Regions from separate parts of the Sus scrofa genome. Here region 2 is linked to region 1. The links are chromatin contacts, called in public Hi-C maps. All regions are on one chromosome and are shown on one strand. The core of a region is the stretch at or near the end of the contact, and the rest is flanking DNA. Distances in the headings are between cores, read along the strand shown.

Region 1 (2,577 bases), core at 24-2,523:
ATGCCAAATTTGACTAAATCTTCTGAATTTCTAGGAATCAGTCCATTCCTTAAAGTGAACTTCTTTTTGAGCATCCAGTCCAGCCTAGACTTCAAACTTACAAAAATGGTTAAGGCTCTTATCCTCTGGGACCTCAGGGTTTGCTGGAAGATGCAGAAGGTTGACCCAGGAATGATGGCCAGCGCTCTAAGTGCTATGGTTGAGATGTGCCCAGGGTGCAGAAAGAGCAGCACAAGGACACCTCATTCAGGAAGGGGTGGGTGGGCTTCCTAGACCTGGCAACTCTCTGGAGGAGGCTGGAAGAGGTGATACCATCTCCCTAGATGAAGAGAGTGCTGGGTATTTGTGTTCCAAGAACATGGACCATCTTGAATCTGCCGGCATTGGGAGTGGTCCCTTTGGCTCCAATGAAAGGCACAGATGGGGAAATGGTTAGAGATGAGCCTCCAGAAGGAGGCAAGCAAAGGTGCTTAAATTCGTTCCTGAAACAAAAGGAATCCATTGAGGGGTTAAAAAAGGGCACAGGATAACTAGGTTTCTGCTTCTGAAAGATACCCAAGGATGCAGTATGGAGGATGCTGGCCAAAAGGATGCTGTGGCAGTGGTCTAGTTAGGAGGCTGGTATTGAACACCCAAGGAGAGGCGTTCCCATTGTGGCTCAGGGGAAATGAATCTGACTAGTATCCATGAGGACACAGGTTCTATCCCCGGCCAGGCTCAGTGGGTTAAGGATCCAGCGTTGCCATGAGCTGTGGTGTAGGCTTACAGCTACAGCTTCAGTTTGACCCCTAGCCTGGGAATCTCCATATGCTGTGGGTGCAGCCCTAAAAAGCAGGGAAAAAAAAAAAAAAACAGGAGAAACGGCACAAAGGGCTTTGGCCTGGGTAGTAGTGATGGGTATGGAGAAGCAAAGGGGCTGCTGTGAGGCATCCAAGACACAGTAGCAGGTGGATTGAATGGGATGTGCACCTTTGCCAGTCACTCAGATAGAGGATGCAGGTGGGGAGACAACGTTTGGGGGAAAGAGTTCTATGATGGATATACTGAGTCTGGAGTGCTGATTTAGTAGCTACTTGGATCTGGAGATTGGGGAGAGTCTCGCCTGGTGTTAGCTGAAGCCACAAAGTAAAGACAGGACCAGCAGGGGATTGGGAATGAGGCTTTGGGAGGATCCTTAATTCAGGGCTATTACTGATTTGCTGAAGATCAGCTGTCTCTGGTTAGCCTGGGATCAGTGTAAACAGCTCTAGTCTCTGCCTCCTCCGGCCTCCCTAGCTTAAACGCTGCCAGCACTCTCCCAGATAGCAGGAGGAAGGAAGCGTCTTTATTGCATGTGTTCAACACAGACCCTCCTTCTTGAACTTTCCAGAGACGGCACAGGTACCAGGCAGAGGGCATAGCTCCCACGAGGGCAGGGCAGAGGTAAGGCTGCTTCTCTACTTCGTCATTAACAAACTGTAAAGGGCCAGTTCTGAAAGGTCTGCTGGGGTTCCGAATTTCTCATAGATTCTTTTCACACATTGGAGTGTTGTGCTGATCATATTCTCAAGGACCCTGAGCTGGATTTTAAGTCCTTCCAGCTGTGAGTCACAGCACTTTAAGGGTTTGTGTTTGTCAGTCCACATGCGAGCCAGCTCCAGGGGAGGGCACAAGGATGGAGTAGAGATTGGGGAAGGCTGAGCCCAGAAGCTGCTCTGGGATCTTGGGGGCAGTAAAGCTGTTATGGGCCGAGTTGCCCCCGTCTCCTCTGCCCAATTCGTCTGTTGAAGCCCTAACTCCCAGAACCTCAGGATGTGATTGGATTTGGAGATAGGATCTTCAAAGAGGTAACTTAGTGAAAATGAAGTCTTTAATGGGTGGGCTATAATCCAGCATGACTGGGGTCTTAAAAAGAGATTAGGACAGAGACACACAGAAGAAAGGCAGCCATCCATAAGCCAAGGAGAGAGGCCTCAGAAGAAACAACCCTCCTGACGCCTGATTTCCAGCCTCCAGATGGGTGAGAAGATATTCTGTGGTCTAGGCCTCCAGGTCTGCAGGGTAGGTGGTGAAGGCTGCCTTAGGAAACTAACACACTCCCTTTTCATTCTTCAGATGGGAGCAGGTATGGATCCGCTTGATGCATCCTCAGGAGTTAAAATGAGAATCTAACAGTGGGAGGAAAAAAAGCAGTAGCTGGAGGGAATGTAAATGTGAACACTAGTGAAACAGACAAGAAGCACAAGTGAATTTCATAAGTTTATTTACTGCCTCGCAGATTACCAAGTACTTCACCAACCTTAACTCATTTCATCATCACCACTGTCTCAGCATCACCTGGAAACTTGTTAGAAACGCCAAGTTCTGGGCCAGGCAGGTTAAAGAAGCAGACAGTGGGGTGGGGCTCGCAATCTGTGTTTTAAACAAATCTCGGGGGTTTGGCGAGGGATTCTGATTAGCAGAAGTGTAAAGTGTGAGAACCACCGACAGAGGGGACGGTCCCCTGTCAAGACGGGCAGTTCGGAGGGTGACCAGACTTTTTCATGGCTGTGAGTGGCCACAGGACGATCTGCTTGACCAGTGGCCCCGAGCCCCTGC
Region 2 (2,577 bases), core at 23-2,522, 1.4 Mb after region 1:
AGCTGGATACTTTAACAACCTCTCACTGCAACATTCAGAGCCTTCCAAGGTCTCACCTTTAGAAGCGGGGGGCAGAATCTGAACCAGATTCCAGCGACTCCTCAATATTCCTTCCTCTACATCATCGCCCCCAAGGAATACGCGCATGAACGGTCAATAAATTCTACCTCCACAGGTCATGATTAACCATCAAGCAGGACGAGGGCTAACTGCCTCTGCCACAACACTTCGCTTGGAATGACGTGAGAACTTTTCATAGTGCTACGCTTTGAACATTTTGCTTTTGCCTTCGCAAGTGCATTTAAAACGACTGCTGCTGCAGCCGACAGGAAAACATCACACGCCTCTAAAACGCAAGGCCGTGCCTTTTGCTCTGCTGATGACCCTGTGGCCGTTTCTTCTCCAGGAGTCTGCGGTAACTTAAGATAAAACACGCCAAGGACAGTCATTCTTAGAAGATAATCAACGACCCCAGAGGAGAGGACAGGGAATTCTTTAAATTTAAGGACCCCGAGGAAATTCCTCGCAGAGAAGCAAATGCCCATTCAGCAGGGGCGGGGCACCTCTACAGACTGCAGAGCCCCGAGCGCCCAGTTTTGAGGTCAAAGCCCTCGAGGGGAGGCCCAGATCCGCTCCGGGGTGGGGTGGGGGGTGCACCCCCTCCAGCGGCTGGGAAGCGGGCACGCGCGGTGGCGGGAGACCAGGAAAGAGGGCGGCACCGCCAGCCTTTTACACACATACACACACACACACACACACACACACACGCCCCGATACCCTCCTTCCTGGGGGCGGGGCGGCGGGCACTGCCCTCTCACAGGAAGTCAGAAAACCGGGGGGCAAAGGAGCCACAACTTCGAGCCATTTAAACCCCGCAGCCCATATCTGCCGACCTGCCGGCGACGGTCCCCGCCCCGAGCCCCGACCCCTCGGGCCGCGCCTCCGGCTGCACTCGCGCCCCTCGGCGCCACCGCGCGCCAGCACACGCCTCCCCCGGCCCCGCAGCCCTCGGCGGGTACAAACCCCAGCCCCAGGCGCCTTTGTGCTGCGCCGCCCGAACTGCCTTCCGCTCGCAAGCCCCCTCACCTCACAGAGAGCGCAGCGGCCTCGCGGGAAGCGGCTCCCTCCCGTGCCGGCGGCAGCAGTGGGGCACCCAGGCGAGCCCGAAGGGCGCTCACTCGGCGGCGGCCGCGGCCGGCGCGTCCCCGCAGGCAGCTCTCCCCGGGAGGGTAAGTTCCAGGGCACGTCGGAGCGCGCCGGCGCGGGGGCGGGGCGGGGAAGCGGTCACGTGGGACGGGGGCGGGGCGCGCCACGTGATGGGGCGGGGCGAGGCGCACGTGACGGCCCGCCGGGCGAGGGGTGACTCGGCCTTGGAGGATCCGGGAGGAGGAGGGGAGGCAGAGGGCGGGGCCGAGGCGCGCGGAGTGGCGCGCTCCTAGAGGGCGGAGGGGGTGTGGATGCTTTGCAAACTCCAGGTGGGAAAAGCTGAGAAAACGCTCCTGGGGAAAAGGAGGGAAGGGTGGACTGGAAAACTTCCGAGACTGGAGTGGTTGGAGTGGGGCTGGGGAGGAGGGGGCCGTGGGCCCGCCCCCACCTCTTTCTCCTGCCGCCTGCCTGCTGGGAACGCTGCCCGGCGTCGGTCAGCGGTTCCTGAACCCGGAAATCCCGCGGGCAGGCTCAGGAAGAGTCCACAGGATACTTCGGTCGGTGAAGTGCAGCTCTGGAGACCCTGGTCCATGACGGGGCTCCTGCTGGGACCGGCAGCGCACACTCCGCTGCAGTCCCGAGGCAGCTGACCGCCGACTCCTCTCCCCGCTGTCCACTGGCCTGTTGTGTGCGCTGCGGTGTTGTTGCCCAAAGTTAGCCCAGTATGCTGCGTTTGCAGGAGATCCGCTGCACTGGGAATGTAGGGGGAGACCTCCTCCTTCCATTGTCGCTTCATCTTTCTCAACCTTAGCTGCCCAAAAAGCCTGTGGACAAGTCCAAAGTCTCCTTCTAAGCTCTAAAATTCAATGACTGAGAAAAATAACTGCTATGTATTAGGACTGCAGACACCATTCATTTAGTAACCAACTGTTGATTGTGTCTGTTATGGCGCCTGGATAAAATGTTAATAGTACTAGGAAAAAAGGCCAAGGTATTATTCAATTGGCTCTTCTCTGTTCTTCACCTCATGCTTGAAGATGCCATTGGCTTCCTTAATCACAAGCTGAACTCCCAGTTTTTCTTTAATGACTGCAAAGAACCCACTGGGATATTGTCAAGACTTTAACAACTCTAGTTTACTACCTTGTTAGAAAATTAAATCTAATGTTCAGGGCGGGGGGCTTAAAGTTGTAAGATACTCTCCTCTCTCAAAGAAAAGGTACTTAAGCCTGAGACCATACTGTCTCTATCAGTACACTCAAGACCCCCTTTCCTTGGCATGGGTAGTCTTTTCTGTCTCCCTCAGTTTCTAACGAGTTCTTTGCCATGCCTTTGTTCAGTAGAGTATTACTACCATGTGCTTCTGAAACTATTTTCCATAGAATCCCTTGTGATCTCTTTCTAGAACCAAAACAGGGACAGACAGCGGAA

What was found. Hi-C and Micro-C count contacts between places; a contact is called where the count stands out from the background.
Region 2: a Hi-C map of liver shows a contact between it and region 1, with 4 times the contacts expected there. The contact joins the promoter of ARHGAP12 here to the promoter of SVIL in region 1. A contact is called at or near these places in 1 of 5 promoter capture datasets (liver) and 1 of 47 Hi-C or Micro-C datasets (liver).

The regions. Positions count from the first base shown.
Region 1 is chr10:41,175,085-41,177,661 of Sscrofa11.1, forward strand. SVIL (supervillin) reads left to right here and starts at 1,274. Exons shown (of 36, transcript XM_021064788.1): 1 at 1,274-1,422.
Region 2 is chr10:42,576,079-42,578,655 of Sscrofa11.1, forward strand. It overlaps ARHGAP12 (rho GTPase-activating protein 12), which reads right to left and starts at 1,273. Exons shown (of 18, transcript XM_021064803.1): 1 at 1,087-1,273.